2 separate regions of the Hordeum vulgare genome follow, and region 1 is linked to region 2. Evidence: chromatin contacts called from public Hi-C data. All regions are on one chromosome and are shown on one strand. Each heading gives the region's core, a stretch centred on a gene start, on an enhancer-like site or on the middle of the called end of the contact. The rest is flanking DNA. Distances are from core to core; before and after follow the strand shown.

Region 1 (7,186 bases), core at 622-3,121, 340 kb after region 2:
AGCAATGTCGTTTTCCAGAAGACTTGATCTTTGGGCTGGAATACGGGATGTTCCCGTTCCTCTGAACCGGGGTGCCACATGAATGCAGCATGCCAAGTGGCACCGACGTTCGATAGAAAGCACGTGAGAGGCGGGTGGTGGGAATTTGATGGGGCGGTCCGACACGGGCTTGGTAACGGTCTAGAAGCCTGCAAAGCACCCCACGCGTGTCTACGGTTTGCGGGAGAAAACACGTCCGAGCCGTTCGGCGGACCCGATACAAACCCGCCTCGACGACTTTCATGGTTCAAATTGTGCGGTCCAAACATATACGGACAATTTGAGGGTTGGAGATAGTTACAACATCTACAGTCGGACTAGCAAATTCCAACCCCTCAAACGCACAAGCGCGTCTGCAGACATTGACTAGTCAAACCTCAAATTTTCCTTCTCACAACTGTACACCTCAAACATCATATCTCAAATCCATACAAACTCATGCAACTACGTTGATTCATCACACACGCCAGCCAGCTACTCCATCACTACTAACATGCCGTCGGACTAGCAAAATTTGGCACGTTTGGCTATGATGGAGATCATCCATGGTTGCCCTTGCCGTACTTCACGTGGAAGTACTGGTCGAAGATACAGTAGGGATTTAGCCGGATCTACTTGTTGCGGGAGGTATCCTTGTCGCCACTGACCTCCTTTTACTCCTTCGGTGGCAGCCCGACCATTTCACGGACCGCCAGGTTCTGTTCTCGGACGAGGGCGCACGTTTTCGTCTGCTGCCGTTTCTTCAAAATGCGGGCACAAATGGCTTCCTCCTCTACGGCGGCCCACGTCACCGCATCAGCCGCCTTCCCCGCCACCATTCCTACCGCGACACGCGCCTCGACAACCCTTATCCTCGCCTTCCCATGACGGGCCGCCCGTTCCCGATGGGACTCATTGTCTGCCCAACCGATGACGGGGAAGGAGAAATTTTCCGACCGCCGAGACCGCAATGATCCAGCCCGAGAGGACCTGAGTGCCCCTTGCGCCGACTCTATGGAGTCGCGCTGGACAAATCCTTTCGTCGGTCGGGCGCCGTCCTTCCGGGAGCGACGGGGTGCAATGCGGACCGCCATTGCCTCCTCCACTGCACGGGAAGACACCACAATCGACATATCCGAATTGATCGGAGTCAGATCCGCTGCTAGCCATACTAAAGACGGCTGGAAATCGCCGGAGGTGAGCTAGGATGGCGAAGGGAGTGAGGGAAGTAGAGTGTGAAGTGGCTAGGGTTTGCTAAGACGAGCGGATGAGAACGAATATATGTGAAGTCATTGCAGGCCAGCGCGGGCAGATCGACATAGCGGTCGTGCCCACACGCCCCATATCCGCATCATATTTGGGTTGGATATGAGGAATGCCGGTCAGCCCAAACGTTTAAGAACTGTTTGAGACGTCTGTGTGAATCGAAATTTCATGACCGGTAAGTGACCAGGCAACCCGTCCGGATGTTTGAGGAAGGTTTGGGGCGCCTACTTTAAATATCGTGAACGATCAATAACCAATCATTCATAAAACCTTGGTGGAAGCAAAACCAACCAATGGTTGGATGGTTAGAGGGACAGTGGTATTCCCAACCCATCAGAATTCAGCCCTGGTGCTTGCATTATTTCTGGATTTATTTCTGGATTTTTGACAATACGCTTTTAGTGGAAGAAGGCGTTTCCGTCGACGACGAGACGCCTACGATGAATTCGTAAATCTCAAGATGACGTGCTGGCTCAGACTTACGAAGATGCTCATAGATGTGCGTGTTTGCATTCACAGGATGAGTGTTTACGTGTATACGTTTGTATTGTCTTAAAGAACCTTGTTGGAAGGAAGCAAAGCGGGGTGGCGTGCGCGGTTCGTGCGCCTACCATTTGCGCCCATCCAGGTGCATGCACCGTCCCGGCGTCCCGTCCCTCCCTCTGCACTTTCCTCTGCAACCACGCCTCCCCCTGCCTGCTACCCCTGGCTTTGCTCCCAAGCGAAGCCAAAGTAAACCTTCACCCGTACGGCAAGAGGCGACGCCGGGGGCCAATCTACGGGCACCAGATCGCGGAGGAGCCTGCCGTCTCCTGCCCATTCTCCGGTGAGCTTTCCTCTCAATCTCCGTGCTCTCCTCCCCTTCGGTCAGTTCCACTGGTCCGTACGGTGCTTGTATTTTAGGGCCAGTTTAGGAGCTCGCATTCGTCGGGCATTGAGTGCATCGGATGCAGTTTGTAGAGATCGATTTACTAGTTGGTGCAGCTGGGCGCAATTCTTTTTTTTTTAGTAAGGTTCTGGATTGAGACCAATTTATCCCCGCTCGAGCCACTGTCTGCTCCTGCGTTTTGTTTGTGCATTTCGTCAAACGGCTGGCTGAAGCAGCGGATTGCTTTGGGACTTTGGGGGAGGAGGCGTGGCTCCTGGACACGCCAACGTAATATTGTTTCAACTTTCAAGCATTCCTTTATATGGTCATTGGTGTTCCTTTACTTGCCAATCTGATCTTATGTTGCCCATCGTCTCTTCTCTGTTAAAGACATCGGTTCATAACATGTTTGAGACCTAAAATGTTCTAGATAAATACTTTTTTGTTGTGGGAGCTGTATCTTTGCCAGTCTGAAGTGCAAACATTTAAGCTCATTGCGGTTAATGAGGTGTTGCTGGTATAGCAAAATTATCACTTGTTCTGCGATGCATTTGATATGAAAAGGGATAGGCCATCTGTTTTGGGCTCGAAAATGGTAGGCCGTGAGAATACTGAACTTCCTAATAACTGTGCAACAGTTTGATTGAGGAGAATTTGTAAAAGTGGACAACAAGGTAACTGAAATTTAGAGAAATTATAGTTGCTATCCTCTCGTTCATATCTTTATGTCCATATCCAACATTTTTGTGCCCTGAGCGTTTCGTATGGATTTGCATTGCTGTTGAAGTACTAATCCATTTAAACTGTCCTCAGTCCCCCATCCGCATTGACCAATAAGAACTTAGTATAATAAAAGGTTAATAAGAAATGACATACTACAAGCCTACTACCAGTTAACTTCTTCCAAAATTAAAGAGAGCGGAATCATTGCATTAACAACATAAATGTTTTCTCAATGGACAGTTATTTGAAACAGAAACCCAAGGCTGGTGACAGTTATTGGGAAATGAGTGGAGCACTAAACTAGCGCTGATTATAATTCGTCACCCTTTTTCTCCCAAAGCATGGTGCGGTGCGCCTAATTGTATTTGTTCTTCTTTCTTTTCAGCAAAGGTCTCCAGAGTCATGAGATGCAAGCTCATTTGATTTTTTATATGTTCAACAAGCACTGAAGTATTTTCCTCGATGGAGGCTGAAGCTGCTTTCGATGTTGAAGATTCCAGATCAAACGATGAACTGCAGGAGTTGTGGCCAGTTGGTGAGATAGACCCAAAGAGAGGGCGATTCCCTTGTTGCATTGTCTGGACTCCTCTTCCTGTAGTTTCATGGCTTGCTCCTTACATAGGCCATGTTGGAATCTGTCAGGAGGATGGATCTGTCCTGGATTTTGCTGGTTCAAATTTTGTGAGCATGGATAATTTTGCATATGGTTCTGTCGCTAGATACCTCCAGCTGGACAGAAAGAAGGTATATCTGATTCCTATTATTTTTGTTTTCTTCTTTAGAGTGTTGGCCTCTTACTTTATATGTACTGCTAATAAAATCTCTTATTTACTTGGAGGAAAATGTCTACTAGTCTCCTTTGTGACATGCTCCTGTGGAGGAAAATGCTTACTATCATATAAATAGTGAAACATTCTGTTATGTTATACAAATGGGCTGGGGATACTGAACGTGAGACTCCAGCCAGTTATCAAAGACAGAGGATGATTATTAAAATTTTGCAAATCTTAACATCTGTTTCAGTTTTTGTTTTCTTTAGTAACAAACAGTGTTATATACAAATAGTTAGTGTGGCGTTCTATAGGTTAACTTCTAACAAAGGTGATATCTGGTACTCCCTCCGTTCCTAAATATAAGTCTTTTAAGCGATTTCACTAGATGTCTACATACGGAGCAAAATGATTGAATGTACATTCTAAAATATGTCTATATACATCTGTATGTAGTTCACTAGTGAAATCTCTACAAAGACTTATATTTAGGAACGGAGGGAGTAATTTATATGGTGAAGTTGCATATGTTATTCCATAATCCTGTTCATTTATCATTATCTTTACCTTTGTAAAACCTACTTGTGTGCTGCTTTTTCTTTCAGCGCTTTCCTTTCAAGTTGGGAATTATTGTTGAAATATTTTTGCTTTGTTCATGGCCAGTGCTGCTTTCCTGCTAATCTGGGGGCACATGTATGCGAGTCGACGTACAAGCACACAGAAGTTGGAACAGCAACATCCTGGGATAGTACCTTGCAACTGGGCACAAGACATTTCCAGCACAAATACTACAACCTGTTCACCTGCAACTGTTACTCATTCGTAGCAAACTGCCTGAACCGGCTTGCCCACGGCGGTTCGGCGGAGTGGAATGTTTTGAATGTGGCAGCTCTTGTCTGGCTTCACGGCGAATGGGTGGACAAAATGTCTGTCGTTCGGTCATTCGCGCCATTCGTGACTGTGACGTGCATCGGTATTTTTATGGCCGGCTGGTCTTTCCTAATAGGGTTATCGGCATTCTGTTTGCTTCTGATAGGGTGGTTCGTCTTTGCTGTATACTGCACGAAAGGTTTGGTGTGCTGAAATTACATTGCGACTGAACCGGGTGAGGAGTTGTGGAAATAATTTGTCTGGGACCGTTGATCCATTCTTGTGATTATTCATCTTAAACTTATCGAAACACTGCACCTGCTAAGGCCTCCTTTGGTGCGTAGGATACGAACATTACAGAAATGCTGAAGTTATAGGAGGTGAGATGGCGTGCATCTCAAATTCTATGAAACGGAGAATATGAAAAGAATGTCGTTTGGTTCAGACGATATGATTTTTCCTCGCATTGAGTGTGAGAATGTTTCTCTCTGTTGACCAATCTAGTTTGTATGCAGGCGCCTGGCCACGGCCATGTGCAGGAAAGGTGTTGCTTCGTCTGAATGTGCGGCGTCCAACTCGCAAGTTTCGGACCAGAAGAGTCATGGAGGAAAATGCCGTATGTCGACGATCGGGTTGTCTGACAGAACTAAAGCGTGGGCGGCACACCGGAAATCGGTTGTAGAATCTGTCCGGCCGCCGTATATCTTTAACTGTTTGAGTCAAGTACGTAACGGAATAGCGGCCCACCTGGATCCTGGCACAAAAGGCAAAACGTATACGTAACAGAGTTCTTTTTTTGGACAAAAAAAAAAGTGAACAGTAGATACCTAGAACGTGACGGTCCAAAAAAATGCTAAGAATTCTCTGACGGTCACGGATTACGTTCAGCATACATAACAAAAAGAAGTTCTTCAACATCGATTAAGCCAGAGAGGCTCAAAAAAACGAGGACGCCGACGTGCTTCCGATGGCATCCAAGGAGCATGGAGGCGGTGCTCCTCGTGACGACGGATCCGACGACAACTGCGGCTGCGGGTCCTGGACGATAGCGCTGCTCCTGTTCACGTCCTTCTGGCTGGTCATGCTGTACCTGCCGCCGATGGATTCCTTGCCGGGGATTCGAGAGATTGACGGCTCGCCGCCATGGGTCGACGACAAGCCGACCACGTGCTCCGTGGAGCTAGCCGACGTCCGGGGGCTCGAGCCGGCGCTGGCTCCGGGCGCGACCTCGCCGGCCTTCGACCTCGTCGTGCACGTCGACAACGGCCACGCCCGCGAGCTGCGCCATGGCGGCGGCGACGTCGTCGTCTCCTACGCGGGCGTGCCCCTCGCGCGCGGGCGCACGCCGAGCTTGCGGCTGGGGGCCAAGTGCACGGGGCGGTGGCAGGTGAACGTGACGGGCTCGGGGCTGGGGATCCCGGCGGATTTGTCTCGCCTCATGACGGCGGAGCGGAGATGGGGGGTGGCGCAGCTGGAGATCGACATGGGCCTGGCCTGGCAGTCCTTCACGTGCGATGTTTTCGTTGACGGGCAACCCGGCGCATCAGCGTGTAGGCTAGAATAGCACGTTTAATTTTATTTTTCTTAGTAGATTCTGTTGAGTATCTTGATTACTTAGGAAACGTAAGATATACTGGAAATCATTTTGGTTTGTCTTTTATTTTAAGTTGATCATGTACTCCTATATATATGCTTATGAGGTTCAAGTAATACAATAACCATTTCGCCAATCCCTCTTTCCCTTCTAAAACGGTATCTACCGCAAGTTTCTAGACCTAGCCGTCGCTCCCGCTCCGCGCGCTGCCTCCGGGACGGTCAGCCTCCATGACCGTCAGTCTCCTACGCGCCGTCCCTTCGTTGGTTGCCGGGCAGGCCTGCCGGCTGCCTCGGGCTCCCCGACCCATCACCGGCCTCCTCTAGCATGCCGTTCCCCGCTGGTCGCCTCGCCTTGGTTTGCTCGGTCAGCCCGCTTCATCGCATGATGCCGTCATCATCACCGAGCAGCGCTTCCGTTCTCGCGTGCGATTGGATTGATCACCCGCCCATCGCGATCGACTTCATCCGTGTTGTGCGACTCACCTGATCGGTCGGTTGCATGCGCCTCCGCATGTCGTGTGAAGATTGTCCCCGAGTACAGCGCGCCCCTCCACCGATCGAGCAACGGGCTGCCGTTGCATTGCCCCGTCGGGCCGCAGCGCCGCCGCCCAGTGGTTCTCCCCGCGGTTGCCCCAACCCGCTGCTACAATGCCACTACGGGTTGTAGCGCGACGGCACGCGGCCCCCGTCGCCGCGCGAGGTCGTCCCCGTGGCTCCACCGACCCGCTCACCACCGATGTGTCGCCCCTTCGGGCCGTAGCATTGCGGCAGATGGTCTACGCCGTCACCCCGAGGTCTTCCCGTCGTCGCCCCGACCGGCGCACTGCCGCTTCGCCGCCCCTTCGGGTCGTAGTACCGCGGTGTGCGGTCCACTCCATCGTCCCCATGCGTCGACTTCCTGTGGTATGCGCCGCACCGTCTCCTTCAGTGCGGGAACGCCATCGCCCGTGCCGGTCTTTGTCATGCTGTCGTGCTCTTCCTCGTCTACTTCAAGCATCGCCACCGCGCTCCTAACCAGCCGCCGCCGTCGCCATGAGGCCACCGCCGCCGCTCCCTTTTAGTGCTCCTGCATCTC
Region 2 (7,418 bases), core at 1,090-3,589:
GAATTGGCATGGTTACAACCGGTTGGTTTGTAGACTTAGTTAAGACCATTTGGAAATGCCTAACTACTTATGCATAAAGCATTGCTAGTAATAGGTTCAAAACATGCACCGGTGATGAGTTAGTCGTCCGTCACTTATAATTTTCAACACTTGTAACTGGTTATATGAGTGACGAGCGATCATTATCACTAGTATGTCTTACCCATGACAATTAGTCCAAATGTGCCCTTTGCTGGTTCACCACTTAGGCTAAGCTCCACTTGCTTACAAGTGGTGTGGTACTTTGTTCAGACTTTTTCATTTGAAAGAGCGATAAGTAATCAGAGCAACATGAATACAAATCCATTCCATTTCATCAAAACAACAACAAAAATTCATTCCATTCCATCGAATAACAGAAGTGTGTATTATATCTCTAGAGGGGTAGATGGCTAGACCGACATCAATAGTCAATGAAAAAGGATAGCCAAAAGGTAACCCTAAGCCATGTCCTATGAAAGGAAAAGTGATATGCTACAATACCCAAGCTTGGTGAATAAAGGAAATGAATATGCTAAAGATGATTCACCAACACACGAAGTGCACAAATGCACCACTTGAACCTATCCCCTTTTGAAATGACAAGTTAGTAAAGGACGTCGCCTAAATATGAAATCATCGTATTTGAAGGAGATATAGAAATAGAAGCTACCCCAAACCCTAACACTATGCCCCAGGGGCCGGCTAGTGTTAGGAACACAACTCGGGCACATCCATAGTTTTGGTACCCTCCGATCACTGGATGCTTATGTCTGACAACGCAAACAAAACAAGACAAAACACAATTCATTTATCAAACAATGCTAACTATGCAGTAGAAATTACTAAATGAGTATTGACTTATTATGAAGTAATTATTTGTCACCAGGGCGGCGGTCGATCTACCTTCTTCCCGGTTAGGACTACGGGTCCCGTCGCTCTTCGCTCGTCACTTCGACGACGGAAGGGGGCGGGGACCCCAGGGATTCGATTTGGTGGTGAGTGGTGATAGGGTGAGGAATAAAGTTAGGCTTTGTCTCCGATTGACGGTGGCAAGCCGATGGCGTCGCTGCTAGCATGAGTAACGTCCACCCATCTCGACCTCGTTCCGATGGTGCTTCTTCATATTGTCGAGAGTCGTGTGAAGGATGGTGTGTCCAATGATATGGTTTTACGGATCTTGTTTTCTTGTAGTAGATTTTTCTCGATCGCCATGCGATTGTCCTCTGGCTTCATTTCCGACTGCCAAAGGTTGGACAACCTCAATCTCATCGTAGAGCGTGTGAGATTTGTATTTTCGACTTCTACCGGTAGCAACTATAACATCAAATTATACAGTACTTCCTATGTACCTAAATAATTATAGTTGAAGAAAATTAGTACTTGTAGCAACTACTGAATTTTTTCACTAAACAATATCAACGGTATAATTATTTCTAGCCAGCCCTGCCAATCAAATGGTACTTCAACCAGACAACTAAAAAATAACTTGAACGGAAGATGAAAAGCTTTCTAAAATATGTTAGCAGACTATAGGTGGTTGGTGGAACAACGACATCCGGCCTCCCACCCTCACGGGTACCCAGAGATTCTTTCGCGGTAGGTGATCCCAACCATCATCCGGGTCTGCTCCGCTTGGACGCATACCAAACCCACGCCGGTCACTGACGCGCGGACCATCCCCAGCCAATGCAGTTCGACCTTCCCTGGTTCTCCTACCCCGGCCAATGGAGCCCCACGCCATCCCCACGTGTTACCACTTCCTGGACTGGATCCAGCATGCATCCGTCGGCCGTGGCGTCGCGCTCGCCAGCGCCGCACCGATTCGGCAGCTCCCCGCTCGGCACCACGCCATGCCATGCCACCGGGTGTAACAGACGCCGCAAAAATTACGGCCCAGCGGGCAGCGGTCTCCACAGAATTTTCTGCGGCGGGAGGGGAGATTGGGGCGGAGGAAAGCGATAAGGTCCAGGCAGCTTGCAGCGCCGGAGTTGGGACGCGCGTCGTCTCTCTCATCTCTCCCGCCCGATCGACCCATCGTCTTCCTCCCGATCGATACCTCCCCCCGTCGCCCGTTCCCACTCTACTTGCCGGTTTCTGTGGCTGGGCCTCTTATACCGGCCGCTGCTCGGCCCCTCGTCCATCCAAACGCCATCCTCCTCCCCGCCGCCCGTTGCCGATCACCACTGTCAGCGCCCACGTCACCCTGAAACCTCCGTCTCGCGCCGTGCTCTCCACCTCACTCCCACCCCACCCCAGCTGAGCACAACCGAACGCGCCGATATATATTGGCCAACCAAACCAAATCACACTCCCTAACCCAGCCACACCCGCTCTTCTCGCCAGGAGCGGAGGCCACCCACCTCCCACCCCCACCCCATCCATCCCTGCCGCCGCGCGCGTGCGTCTCCGCATCCACCCCCCCAGCCCAATGGAGCGCGCACGCCGCCTCGCCAGCCGCGCGCTGCTGCGCCGCCTGCTCGCGGCCTCCTCGTCCGCCACGTCCCCGTCCCCGTCCCGCGGCGTCTCCACCCTGGCGCCCAGGCCGGCGGCGGCCGGGTCGCGCCCCCGCGCGCGCCCGGCGCACCAGTACACGCCCGGCCGGCCCGTCTCCGTGTCGGCGCTGCAGCCCAGCGACACCTTCCCGCGGCGGCACAACTCGGCCACCCCCGCCGAGCAGGCCGTTATGGCGTCCGAGTGCGGCTTCAACACCCTCGACGCGCTCATCGACGCCACCGTCCCGGCCGCAATCCGCGCGCCGCCCATGCAGTTCACCGGCAAGTTCGACGCAGGCTTCACCGAGTCGCAGATGCTCGACCACATGGCGCACCTCGCCTCCATGAACAAGACCTACAAGTCCTTCATCGGGATGGGCTACTACAACACCCACATCCCCGCCGTCATACTGCGCAACCTCATGGAGAACCCCGCGTGGTACACGCAATACACGCCTTACCAGGCGGAGATCGCCCAGGGCCGCCTCGAGTCGCTGCTCAACTACCAGACCATGGTCGCCGACCTCACCGGCCTGCCCATGTCCAACGCCTCGCTGCTCGACGAGGCCACCGCCGCCGCCGAGGCAATGGCCATGTGCCTCGGCATCGTCAAGTCCAAGAAGAAGACCTTCCTCATCGCCTCCAACTGCCACCCGCAGACCATCGACATCTGCAAGACGCGTGCCACCGGCTTCGACATCAACGTCGTCGTCTCCGCCGCCAAGGACTTCGACTACAGCAGCGGCGACGTCTGCGGCGTGCTCGTGCAGTACCCCGGCACCGAGGGGGAGGTGTTGGACTACGCCGAGTTCGTCAAGGACGCGCACGCGCACGGCGTCAAGGTGGTGATGGCCACTGACCTGCTCGCGCTCACCACGCTGCGCCCGCCGGGCGAGATTGGCGCCGACATCGCCGTGGGCTCCGCGCAACGCTTCGGCGTGCCCATGGGGTACGGCGGCCCGCACGCTGCCTTCCTCGCCACCTCCCAGGAGTACAAGAGGCTGATGCCCGGCCGCATCATCGGTGTGAGCGTCGACTCCAGCGGCAAGCCCGCGCTCCGCATGGCGATGCAGACCAGGGAGCAGCACATCCGGCGAGACAAGGCCACCAGCAACATCTGCACCGCGCAGGTACGCGAGCACCCCCACCCACTCACCAATTTTCCTGATAGTGACAGCACAATAGCTAAGAGTTCGTGCTACCTGATACGGGTGGGTGGGTTAGTGGCCGAGCATATTATCATAAATTAGTGATTCATTAGATACCTTTTGTCACTTTATAGGCGTTGCTCGCCAACATGGCGGCGATGTATGCCGTCTACCATGGTCCGGCTGGCCTGAAGGCGATCGCCGACCGTGTCCATGGACTGGCTGGTACTTTCGCCCATGGTTTGAAGAAGCTCGGGACAGTGACAGTGCAGGAGCTGCCCTACTTTGACACGGTCAAGATCACTTGCGCCGATGCTAATGCCATTGCTGAGGAGGCCCGCAAAAACGAGATGAACCTTCGCGTTGTCGACGCAAACACGGTTCGTTTTCAGCTGATTTCTGTTGTGTTCCACTCCAACCGAATTAGTTCTGAGTTTCGAGCATTAATTTCGAGTTGTGATATTGTAGATCACCGTTGCCTTTGATGAGACCACCACCTTGGAGGATGTTGACAAGCTGTTCAAGGTTTTCTCTGGTGGCAAGCCAGTAAGTAGTCACCAACCAACTGCATAATTCCGCGTGCTTCATGTCAAATTATGTCGCAAATTTAAATGATGTTCTGGCAACAACGCTTTCAGGTGGGCTTCACAGCTGAATCCATTGCGCCTGAGGTCTCAAGCTCAATTCCTCCTAGCCTTGTGCGCGACAGCCCCTACTTGACCCACCCAATCTTTAGCATGTACGTTTATTGTCAAAAGTTTGCATCTTTTGCGTCAATAATATTTTTTATTTATTTCCAAACAAAAACATTGTGCACAGAGCACAAACTTCACTAATTTGTCTGAATGTTATGAAACTAACTGAAGATATGCCGTGGCCTTGCAGGTACCACACAGAGCACGAGCTCCTCCGTTACCTGCACAAGTTGCAATCCAAGGATCTCTCACTGTGCCACAGTATGATCCCTCTTGGTTCTTGCACCATGAAACTAAATGCTACCGTCGAGATGATGCCCGTCACCGATCCCAAGTTCGCCAACATGCACCCATTTGCCCCTATTGATCAAGCTGCAGGCTATCATGTATGGACCATTTTGTATTTATTTAGTTTCTAATGAAAAAAAAAATGAACCAATGTTCCGAATTGACTTGTTTTTTTTAATGAAGGAAATGTTTGACAACCTGGGTGATCTGCTGAACACCATCACTGGTTTTGATTCGTTTTCTTTGCAACCGAATGCTGGTGCTTCAGGAGAGTATGCTGGACTGATGGTTATTCGGGCATACCACAAGGTATGCCATGACAAATACGCTGCGCTAGTTCTGTTGCTTTGTTTCGCACTCTTTGTTTATGAACCATGTGCAAAAAATGCAGGCAAGAGGAGACCACCACCGAAATGTCTGCATCATTCCCGTCTCTGCGCACGGTACAAACCCTGCAAGTGCTGCTATGTGTGGAATGAAGATTGTTGCTGTTGGAACTGATGCCAAAGGTAACATTAACATTGAGGAGTTGAGGAAAGCTGCTGAAGCAAACAAGGACAACCTGTCTGCTCTGATGGTACTATTTCTAATTCTACGCTCTGTCAATTTGAGAGTTTATGACGAATTGCGACCTCAGTGTGAACTCTTTCAGCTCAGTTGTTGATTATTAAATTTTGAGCTACCATTCTGAATCTATATTATACTCCCTCTGTACCTAAGTAGTTCTCCCCAACTACAATTACTTAGGTACAGAGGGAGTAGCTATCACTATATCAAGTGTGATGGAGCAATTAGGAGACTTTCACTGTCTTATTTTCTTGCAGCTTCTGATCTACATTATATAACTAAAATATTTACTATCCATGGCTAGAAATTACTAGATTAATCAGAAGAAAAAGAGAAAAAATCTACACTGCTTCTTTTCGTGTGTTCAGATTGTAGTGGTGTGGAATAAATAATTTGATGGAAGCATGTTATAGTATCGAGCCACACAAATTGTGTGGGAAATTGGTGAGTGTATGTTAAAATGGAAATCAGACAACTGCTTCATATAACCTTTTACATGAAGCTATTTGAATTAATTGATATATAATGGAAGAATATGTCCAAATACCTTATTTCATATCATCATATATTGAAGCTACATATGGTTGATGAATAAGAGTAACTTCTTCTTTCAAGCAAGTGATTAAGAGTAACTTACTTGGAACCATGGAAAATGTTGAGTTCGCCGAGGATGAAAGTTCATTGAAGAAATGTTTGTATCATTTTGTGCCAAGAATAACAGAATATTGTGTGATTTCTTTGTTCTTCAGGTTACCTATCCTTCAACCCATGGAGTCTACGAAGAAGGCATTGATGAGATTTGCAGGATTATTCATGATAACGGCGGTCAGGTCTATATGGATGGAGCTAACATGAACGCTCAGGTGAGGTCACTGCACTTGGTTGTGCCACTCTGTCTACTTGTTCCTTCTGCAATTACCCCCTTCAAATGTTTTATACTAGTAATAATGTATCTTGGCCCACCAACTTATATATCTTGCCAATATAATGAAGTTTATTCTGAGAAACTGCAAACTACATATTTCTATTAGTTTCTTTTATCTACTTCTTATTTGTTATGTTAAAAAATGGTAATTGTTTGTACTTATCCGGTTTATCGGTGCTAAGCTATGTTTTCTGTAAGAAATATGTCTTCAAGTTCACCTGAACCTAAACTTTTTTAACTGAAAATCTTAACATAATTGAGGTATTGTGATCTGGTCATTTTCAGATATCTCAAACTAAGTATCCTACAGAGACAAATGATTCTCTTTAACTTACAAATTTTGTGTTTTTACAGGTTGGGTTGACAAGCCCTGGTTTTATTGGAGCAGATGTTTGCCATCTTAACCTTCACAAGACATTTTGCATTCCACATGGTGGAGGTGGTCCTGGCATGGGTCCTATTGGTGTTAAGAAGCACTTGGCACCATTTTTGCCATCTCATCCAGTGGTAGGTATCCTATTTTTTAATGTTATCACTGCAAATAAAATCATATTACTCAGATCTCACTCCTAATAAAATAGCACCCAATGTCCAATAGTTAATTTGAAAAAACATATGAGCTTGATATTTGGTAGTGTGTCGTCTCTTTGTATTCTTTCCTTTTGCACGACTAAATTATTAAAAAAGTGTTTGGTGATGATGTGTTAACTACTGGAGCCATGTCTTTAATGTTGAGTACTATAACCAAAAGAATGAATCTTAATTTCTTTTGCTTGACTTTTTTCGTTTCTTAAAAGAAAATGCAGCTACATTATCAAACTAATTTGGCAATTCATTAGATCCCCACTGGTGGCTTCCCTCTCCCTGAGAAAACCGACCCTCTTGGTTCCATTTCTGCTGCTCCATGGGGATCTGCTTTGATTCTTCCAATTTCGTACACCTACATAGCCATGATGGGCTCTCAAGGACTAACTGAAGCCTCAAAGATTGCGATCCTGAACGCGAACTACATGGCAAAGCGTCTGGAGGTACTTGATGTTACTCATGGTCACACATTACATGGCCTTTACTAAAATATATTTATTATTGAACTAGTTTTCTAATTTGTAACGCATTTTGCAGAAACACTACCCAGTTCTTTTCCGTGGAGTCAATGGAACTGTTGCCCATGAGTTCATTATTGATTTAAGAGGATTCAAGGTACTTGTCCGAACCATGTGAGCACTTTGTGCCTCGTTTTTTTCCATATCAATTCTCTGACTGGATCTTGGAATTTTTGACA

The links. A called contact is a pair of places that touch in the nucleus more often than the background predicts.
Region 1: a contact with region 2 is called in a Hi-C map of seedling, with 2.3 times the contacts expected there. The contact joins the promoter of LOC123444254 here to the promoter of LOC123444252 in region 2. A contact is called at or near these places in 2 of 6 Hi-C or Micro-C datasets (leaf and seedling) and 1 of 1 datasets of contacts at active chromatin or transcription factors (embryo).

What each region holds. Positions count from the first base shown.
Region 1 is chr3H:459,661,832-459,669,017 of MorexV3_pseudomolecules_assembly, forward strand. LOC123444254 (protein REVERSION-TO-ETHYLENE SENSITIVITY1) reads left to right here and starts at 1,872. Exons shown (of 3, transcript XM_045120919.1): 1 at 1,872-2,110; 2 at 3,261-3,619; 3 at 4,309-4,825. The coding sequence starts at 3,338. The coding sequence ends at 4,728. It overlaps LOC123444255, which reads left to right and starts at 5,117. Exons shown (of 1, transcript XM_045120921.1): 1 at 5,117-6,245. The coding sequence starts at 5,483. The coding sequence ends at 6,079.
Region 2 is chr3H:459,320,049-459,327,466 of MorexV3_pseudomolecules_assembly, forward strand. It overlaps LOC123444252 (glycine dehydrogenase (decarboxylating) 1, mitochondrial-like), which reads left to right and starts at 2,340. Exons shown (of 15, transcript XM_045120916.1): 1 at 2,340-3,643; 2 at 3,796-4,041; 3 at 4,130-4,207; 4 at 4,300-4,400; 5 at 4,547-4,742; 6 at 4,828-4,953; 7 at 5,036-5,221; 8 at 5,961-6,074; 9 at 6,491-6,643; 10 at 6,976-7,164; 11 at 7,259-7,336. The coding sequence starts at 2,450.